2 separate regions of the Gossypium hirsutum genome follow, and region 2 is linked to region 1. A link is a contact called in public Hi-C data. All regions are on one chromosome and are shown on one strand. The core of a region is the stretch at or near the end of the contact, and the rest is flanking DNA. Distances in the headings are between cores, read along the strand shown.

What was found. A called contact is a pair of places that touch in the nucleus more often than the background predicts.
Region 2: a Hi-C map of leaf shows a contact between it and region 1, with 2.7 times the contacts expected there. The contact joins the promoter of LOC107954665 here to the enhancer-like site in region 1. A contact is called at or near these places in 8 of 34 Hi-C or Micro-C datasets (anther, hypocotyl, leaf and 1 more).

Annotation. Positions count from the first base shown.
Region 1 is chrD07:36,110,400-36,115,195 of Gossypium_hirsutum_v2.1, reverse strand. No RefSeq gene overlaps it. Among protein-coding and RNA genes, the nearest start is that of LOC121219066, 40 kb to the right of the region's middle. Within about 2 kb of position 1,980, at least 3 of the 9 cell types and tissues checked have an H3K27ac peak or open chromatin away from gene starts, as enhancers often do. A contact at or near this core is called in hypocotyl and leaf, where this site is marked.
Region 2 is chrD07:36,314,922-36,319,717 of Gossypium_hirsutum_v2.1, reverse strand. It overlaps LOC107954665 (N-acetyltransferase 9-like protein), which reads right to left and starts at 2,554. Exons shown (of 6, transcript XM_016890290.2): 1 at 2,102-2,554; 2 at 1,923-1,994; 3 at 1,723-1,810; 4 at 763-895; 5 at 510-548; 6 at 90-359. The coding sequence starts at 2,276. The coding sequence ends at 279. TRNAL-CAG (transfer RNA leucine (anticodon CAG)) reads right to left here and starts at 2,689; the gene lies at 2,609-2,689.

The sequences.
Region 1 (4,796 bases), core at 731-3,230:
ATAAAATCTTACTTTGTTTGTTTACGTCTCTCTGTTTTATAGACTTAAAGAGCAAGTTTCAGGCTCGGGGATCGTCAGCAAGATCATCACTCTATTTATAGTCTGGGTATTAAATGTTTTAAAATTTTAACTTATGGCATGTATAGACTGGATAATATTTTGAAAGTTGTACTTGATGTACAGTATATATAATTAATAGCCATACGAATATGGCTTATTTTCTTATAGTTTAACTGGATTCAAATCTTATGTTCTGTTTAAAATGATCAAAGTAGAATTTATATATTATACTTATTTAAATATTAAACTTTGCTTATTATATTTAATAATAATTTTCTGAAAATTATTAAACTATACCGGATGTCTGTTTTGAGTTATGTTTGATTAGTAATGCCTCTTAACCCCAAATTCGACGACGGATACAGGGTAGGGGTGATACATATGCCACAATCATATATATATATTCGTATGTTTATATATATTGTACTTGAATCATAAAAGTACAAATCGAAATCGTGGTTACTTATCAGCGACTCTTGTCTTTCCTTTCCCTCTCAATGGGCCAATGTCGCATTTAGCTACGTTTGATAATTCAATTTATAAACAACATCATATTTCATCAAATGCATATCCAAATACAAAGTCAACTATATTTTTCATTTGATTCAGTTTAGTCTCTATACTTGGGATAAGCATATTTTTCGATGTCTAGCTTTGGATCAAAATCCAATTTCACATTATTTCATTAGAAACCCTATACTTCATATTCATAGCACAATCTTATGACAAATTTTTAATTTATTCAATTTGGTCCCTAATGTTACAAAGTTAACTATCAAACTTATTTAAGTTTACAATTTAGTCTTTATCATGATCTAAGCTTAATAGCTATCAAATTCAAGCCTCTTTTATCAATTTCTAAATAATGACAACTTGCTAAAAACTTGACAATTGAAAAAATTAAGACATGTGCTAGCTAAATCAAACTTGGTGATCATAAATCTATAAAACTTAATGAAAAAAGCTTGGTTACCTTGAAATTTTTGCTTGCCGGATATCTAAAGGTCAACAAGGATTTTTCTTTTCTTTTTTCTCTTAAAGTTTGGGACGGCGAAAGCAAATGAGTAAGATGGTACATTCATCCTCCACTAACTTAATATTTATACTATGATTAGTTATTAATTAAGCTTGTTTAATTAGATTAATTAAGGTTTTATTATAATAAGTTAACTATTAATTAAATTAAGTAGTATCCACCACCACTATCACCATCTACTATCTCATATTAATCCATGGTTAAATAATTATTTTGGTCTTTTAGATAATTATTATTTAGGTCCTTAAGTCTTTTTTAATTAAAACTCAATAGCGATTGGATTTTTACAATTTAGTCCCTGAGCTTTAATTAACTATTTTCTCAGTGAAATTACTTATCTGAACTTCAATATATTTTTACACTAATTCTATAAATATTCATATTTTATATTTACGGGTTCGATTTACAAAAAGAGAATTTTGAACCTATATTTTCGAGACCACAAAAATCAGGTTGTTACAGTAATATGTATAATAAGTAATAATTGTACGTAGGATCACCCAAATTAAAAATATTTAATATGATTAAAATTAAGTGAATATGGATTGTTAGATAAAGTATTGTGTAAATAATTGTATTCATCTACACTATCTTTCATGAAAAATGTATTCACTAATACTACAGTCCCATTTTAAATTATCTATATGATATGTGCCTTGGACAATTAGACTGCATGCACTGAACCAATTTGTACGTCTATTCAAGTTTCATTTTGATTCAATTTCGACCAAGACTTGCAATTGACCAAACAAAGCCTTAATTAAAGAAAAGATGGAGGAAAAATTTTCAGTCAAGCGGGCTGGCTAAATTAAACGGTAAAACACTTGATGGACGGACCAAGACTTGATTCAGACCGAATAAATGGTTGGCCATGTGAACCAGGTGAGGAGGGACTGGATCTTTGCCCTGGGATGTAGACTATTGAGCATCCTATTAGGCTATTACCTCTTGGTTGAAAATACTTAATCTAATATGGTTTAATCATTTTGGGCATTTTAAATTAATATTAATTTAGAAATATAAAAAATTAAAAATTCAGAAAAAATAGAAATAAGAAACTATAATTGAAAAAAGATTAAGGATACAAATGAGGTCGCTCAATTCAAAACTCAAGTCAATCGGTCAAAAAGCAAAATCCAGGGTCACATTTCAAGTTCAAATCCAAATCTAAATCTAATTTCGATCCATGCCAAAGTTAAAAGCCTTTTCACCGGTCCAAATCTAATTTTAGTCTGAAGTTCATTTCACTAATTGTTAGGGCCCCAATCTTTGGCCCTTTTTCTTTTAATTCGAAAGGGAATGCACCACTAGATTAAGATTTTTATAGTTTATTATTATTATTTATTAATGCTATTTACTATTTTATTCTAAAAAAATAAAAAAAAATTCAAATTTTAAATTATTCGAATTGATTTAATCGAATCAAATCAATTTCTTTTTTTGAATTTCAAATTCGAATCGAATTAAATTTTCGAATTCAAATAATTTAAATAAACTAAATATCAAATCCTTCTACTTCCTCCCCCCGCCCCGTTGCAACCCTTAAAAGTCAAACCCTTTTACTTTTTTTCAAAAAATCTTACTTTTCCGAACACTCAATTTTTTCCCTTTTACCATCCCACAATTTTTACTTCCCTCTAAAATAATTTACTTCTTCCCAAATCCCCAAAATTATTTCCTTTTTATTTTCCCCCAAACACCCCAAAAAAAATTTTCTTTTTGTTTTCCCCCAAAAATTTTACTTCCTCCTAAATTTCAATTTTTTTTTCAAATTTATGTCTACTATTTGTATTATTGAATTAAATTTCACATTTTGTACTATTTATATTATTAAATTGTTTAATCATGTTGAATCTTTATAAATTTCTGTTAAAATTTAATTATTGGTGATGACATAAAATATTCATGTTAAAATCTTTTTTTAGTATCAATTTCACATTTTATCTTTAAAATAAATTTTATTTAAAAAATCATATTTTTATATTTAATATTTTTTTTAATTTCAAAATACATTGTGACAAGAACCAGAAGATAATTGAAGCAACTATGAAAACAAAAAAGCTAACCCGTATATTAAATATTAATAAATAAATTATGAGGGGTTGAAAGTTAATAACAAATTTGAATATGGTGGATGGCAATGGATACAATGACCCAAAATCATTTTTTTAAATTTAATCCAAATAAATATATTTGATTCGATTTGAATTACATCTCATTCGACTTGATTCGAGAAAATTTCAAATCGAGTTAAGATGATAAAATAAGATTCGTCAACTAAATTAATTCAAAATATTTTTATTCTATTCAATTCGATCGAACGCTTATTCCTAGTTTGTCTTCCTTCGACATCAAAACCATAAAAAGAAAATCACATTTTGAAATCAAAGTCAAATTTGTTAGTCAAGTTCTGGTCCAAATCCAATTCCAACCTGTGTCAAATTCATAAGCCATTTCATCAATCCAAATTTAATTCTAGTCCAATGTAATTGTAATGCCCGAAATCTTCGGTACAACATCTGGTATTGTTTTAGGGTTGTCATAGTGAATTTTTGAGGAAAATTTGAAAATGAGCCAGATAAAGATAGATCATAAGGAATTTAATTGGTATTGGAGATGGAAATAAATGTAGAAAATCGTGAATGTGAAAAATATATGAAAAGAAAGAACAAAACATAAATTTTGAAAAGTTGAAGGACTAAAATATAAATTGACCAATCTAGAAAATGTCAATCGATAATGATTATTTGGCATGAGAATGACTTGGAATGTGAACTAGTATGATGGAAGCCACTTTTTAACTAAATTGAAAAAGCTTGGATGGTACAAGAACCAAATTGGAAAATTTTCCATTGTCATCAAAAAGGGCATAAGTGTAATAGTCACAAGTGGACAACTATTAGTGAGTAAATATGGTTTATGAATCTGAATATGTGAAGGGTTGAATTTGATGCGAAGGAAGTGCAGTAAGAGGTAAAAAGGAATTAAAATGTAAATTTTCCATATAAAGGTATTTTAATCATTTCACATGATAATCATGTTGGAAATATTTTTTTTTCGAAGATATTATATGATTGACATTGAATTTGACCTATCGGTTGTGTTTAAAACTTGGTGATTAAACGTGGACTATACATTTTGTAACAACTCGATTTTTTGTGTGACTAAAAAATGCAGTTTCGAAATCTTATTTTTGATGTTCTAGTCTGAAAATGTTAAATAATAATATTTATGAGCCTAATTTGATAATATATTAAATTATGGTTTAGTAATTTTGTTCAAAGGATAGTTAATTAAGGTATAAGTGTAATAATCTTAAAATCAGTGGTGTCAAAAAATGAGATATCGGGATCTCATTTCTATAAACTGAGCCCGTAAATATTTTTATTAAATATTTATGGAGTTGTGATAAATGTGAATTGAATTTTGGATAGGTAATTTTTCCGAATTAATAGCTAATTAAGGTATAAAAACTAAATCATAAAAACCGAAAAAATTAACCGCTATTAATTTTTATTTGTTAAAAGGACTAATTAATATTAAATCAAGGCTTTAAATGGAAATTTAGTCAAGAAGTTGGACGATTAAGTGATGATTTGTGTGTAAATAATGTTATTATTATAATTATATTATTATATTTATAAAACATAAAGAAATGGAAAGAAACAAAACCATGTTTGTTTTCTATTCATCTTCCACC
Region 2 (4,796 bases), core at 1,305-3,804, 200 kb before region 1:
ACTAATCGAACTCGGACCATATTTTATATATTCAGACATTATACTAAAGAGAGGCAAAATCCTCGTGGATTGTCATTAATCAGTTAATGTTAAAGCAATTCATCATTGTTTATCATTATTGCAAATGTAAGTTTCCAGCATTGTTCATCATCATAAACATCAAAACTCTTTTCCGAAAACAGGGAATCATCTACAATTCTAGTTTCTACAACTCATAGATACATGTATGATGACAGTTAATAAGTTTTAGGGGAAAATAAATTACGGCCTCCCGGAGGCTATGCATGTGTAACTACACTGCCCAACAACTGCAGAAGCTCCTCTTGCTTTTGCTCCGTCACCGCCAATTCCAATGTTACCTACCGGTCAGGCATGAACAAAACAAAACAAAACAAAACAAAAAGGGAACTTAAGAGACCACCCACTATCAGACTCAGCAACTACTATGTCATAAGAAACCAGGGACGGGTGTGCCCTGAGCACTTTTGATGGCAAAAGGAAAATCTCACCTCCTTGAATATTTCGCTATAAGAAGTCTCCTTGAAGCCCTACAACCGCAATGGCATGTCAAGAACAAGAATAAGACAAGTAAGCATTCATGCATCTACTGTATTGTATCTCTTAACCTCCATGCAAAAGCCTGGACATTAATCCTTCAAATGCCTTTGCATGAATGTCTCGAAAGTAGGAACAAGAAAAATAAGCTTTTTAAGAACATGAATGCAAGTATGTGTGTGTAAGGGAAGAGAGCAAAACAGAGACCAATTTCCGAAACAAACTAAGAGATGACCCATTTGATGCTCCAATTTTAGCACGGAAGACATGGATTCTGAAGTTTTGAACTGCATAGACCATCATCATCAGGACAGACTCTTTCCCAAGGCCCTTACCACGGCTATTCTAGCATGAAAAATAAGAGAAAAGATTAAAAGGGAATATTTTAAAAACAGTATCTAGATCAACTTTACAGTTTTGATACTTTGTTTTGTTTTCCTAGTAGAATTTATCACAGCAAAAACAAGGTCGTCAGGACCAGAACTTTATCCTAAAAAATGTGACTAGAATAACACTCAACTTGAAATATCGAAACCAAGCCAGACACAAATATCAGAATGACCAAGCCACTTAAAGGAGAGTACATCTGAACAAGTAAGGAAAGTATATATGTGCCATGACACATAACAGCAAGAAATGAGAACCCAAATTGCCAGTTAACTTCTTCATCTGAGATACATGTAAATTATTTGCCAATTTGTCAGCATCCATCATTTCATTATTCTTTTCTCCTCACAAGAGTTGTATTATCGAATCATCAAGTATCTAAGCATTCAATGCAAACATCTTATGAAAACTGAGTGCTGGAGTCTACCAAGAACATAAAGGGACACAATTGATGTACACACACAATGACAACAAACCTATGAATAAGGCAATTACAGTCGCTATTCATTATCATATGTTGTATAGGATGGTGTATAAGTACTATTTACATTAAACCATTACTCAATTTCCACAGCACTCTTGCTCATAAATGATTAAACAGAATGAAAAGAAAAAAAAAGAGAAAAGCAACAAACCCAACAAATTCTTAGAAAGAAAAGAAATCAAGTGCAAGAAATTTCATGTTGATGATTCAAAATGATTACACAAGTATGAAGGAAAGAGAGCGATGTCAGTTAAGAAATAGATTTTGTTGATTGTGAAGAAGTGCAAAGCAAGTACCTTTTTGGTTCAGCTATCATAATTTCAACCTCTGCTAATTGAGGGTCATCCAAATCATTCATGTAGATATTCACATCCCCGACCATGGCTGGATCATCGTTTACCATCAACTCCATATCAGTCCAAAACAATACGCTGAAGAAATCAAAGGGTTTCACTAAATTCTGTGCAATTAAGAAAAAGGTAGTAGATGAGGTGACCTTCCACATGAGGATTTACATGAACAAACTTTTCCCCGACCATCTCCTTATCCAAAATAATGAAAGTTTTCTCTGTTGAAAACCAAGCTTAATCATTAAATTAAAGGAAAAAGAAGAAAACCCAATTGAGAAATTGGTATAAACAATCAGAAAAGGAAGTGAAAGAGAGAGAGAAGAACTGAGAGGGTCTTGGTTCCAGGAGAGCTGCATATCGTATTCCTGTTGGAGGGAGAGGGGCTCTGATCCGGTGGCTTGAAGGAGAGCAGGGTCTTGCATCCAGAGGTGGTACTTTGGGACATGTGCTTCCATGTATGGTACCATTATCACCTTCTGTCCTTCCAAGCTCACTCCCATGGCTGCTGCTGGGTTGAGAGACCCCTGAAAGGCAAAAACCAAGAGGCTTTTTTCACTTTCCAGCTCCAGTATGGCTACTGTCGTTTTGTCGGGGGTTTAACTGCTAATTGCACCCGACATTAACATGGTTTCATATGGGTGTTTGGTTGAAACAGGGATCCCATTCATTGTGGTTGGAACTTTGGGATTAGGATTGGCAGTTGCGGGCGCTTCAAACACTTGCTCCAAGTCTGACTATTTAGTTTGGCCCAACACTATTCAGCAAGCATCAATATGATAAAGAATTGGAAGCCCCGTTTCTAATATGATAAAAAAGTGTAAAATTTCATTATTGTCAAGAATGGGATTCGAACCCATGCCCTTTCGGACTAGTACCTGAAACTAGCGCCTTAGACCAACTCGGCCATCTTGACATTTGATGTTAGTAGGTGATTCTAAAAATATCATTAAAAGAACAAAGCAAGTCTTCTAATAAAATACAAATATGCTAATTCTAAAGTGATTAGTTAAAAATTCTAAAAACTCAAGTCAAACCAAAATGGCATTGTTAGTTTTGTAGTGTTTTTGAAAAGAACTAACTCATGTTAAAAAAAGCTTGAGTTGAAAAAATTCTCTTCCAAAATTTCACCTTCATTAATGTCCCCCTTAAACCAACAAATTCTCCTTAAAAGTTTCAAGAACTTGGTGAGATCACTCCAACCTTACTTTTCTTAATCTTGATTTTTTATTGTTTCATGGTCCTTCATTGTAATAGAGATAGGACTTCATTTTGTTGATATAAGTGATCAATTGCTCATTGTTTTAATTGAATTTTAGCTTTGTATTGCTGCTGAAAAAGAAATCCAGTTATTGTTATGGAAGAAAGAAGATGATATGAGACCAGAGAAGGAAAGAGGAAAAAAGGTAAAGAGTTTTTCCATTAATAATTTCATTTCATAAAGCTTATTTTCACATATAGTCATGCATAAATAGTGAGGTCTATAACTACAAATTACATAAACCAATAATCAACAACTATGACCTAAGCTTAACAAATTTCCTAAACAGCTATTTTGTATTATGCCAGCTCAACATTCCAGTTGGATCCTTCATTCTTCAATAATTTGTCTCTTGATGCATGTGAATTTGAGTAGTAATCCTCTTTGCCTAGCTCCTTGGTTCATTGTTATGGTCTTGGATTGTCCTACATTGTTTCCCCTTTTAGTTATTCTCTTGTCCAATATGACAACTAGGTAACAAGGGGTTGTCCATCATCAGCAACCTCTTTAGAGCTTTTTCTTTTCTTTTCTTTTTTAGGAGATAACATAAAACACATTATGGATTTTAGCAGTATTTGGTAATTTGAGCTTATAAATTATTGACCCCACTTTGGTAATTATAGAATAAGGGCAAAACACTTGAAAGAAAGCTTAAGCTGTTTCTTAAAAGCTAGTGTAGTTTGCTTGTAAGGTTGGATCTTCAAATAGACTTTTTCTCCCACCTCAATAATACAAATAAAAGAAAAACTTTCATTAAAGATTGAAATGTAGTAGGGGCATCAATAAGGTCAAAAGGCATTAGTAAGCTAATTTAATAACTCTTCCAATTTTTTTCATTGTTAAGTTATTCAATTGTATATATTAAAAAACTGTGGAAGTTTATTGGGTTTCAAGTCTCAACTACACTAGTTAAGAAGGGTAGTGGTCATAACTTTTGGGAGGGGTATATTGACCTTTAGGTTTTTAAAATATATCTAACTATGTAACTAATAGTATGTTGAAATACAACAATCCTACATTTAAAAAATACAAGGGTAAGGAGTGTTTGTATTACTATAAATAGAGGTGGTTTCTTCACCTTTTGATCATCCTAGAATTTGATATTTTTTTGGTAGTGTCAGAGAACATATGCATAATTTGTTGAACCTCATTAAATTTCTAATGTTCTTCCTTGTTTTTATTTATCTTTCAATATTTTGTAGGTACAATTGTAGATATTTTATAGGGGACAATATGATGACATATTGTGCTATTAAATTAAATTGTAGGAACATTCTATTTAGGAACTTGAGTTTTAAGTGAGATTATTTGTGATTCCTCCAATCTTCTTAAAAATTAAACCTAGTGTGATTTTCTGGTATAATAATTTTCTCTTTTACTCAACGTAGTGATTGTAACTCTTCAACATGTAGCTTATATATAACTTCATTCAAAATTTTCTTGGTACTCCACCATAACCTTCTGAAATAATTTATTAAATTCTTTTATAATATCCAAACATGTCCTATCAAAAAATCATAAATCTTTTATAAGCTCAGATCAAACTACATCAAGTTTTTGCATAATATAGTCATCAAACTAGATTTAAACTTTCCTTATCAAATACATGGTAATAATCTCTAACTTTTTGTAAACCCTCCATTTTTCTTAAAAACTCTTGTAATCGATACTTGAGGTCAATTGCCATATTTGAAAAATTTTAGACATAAGCATACAACTTTAGAAAACATAAACATATTTATATCAGACAAACCCAAACTCG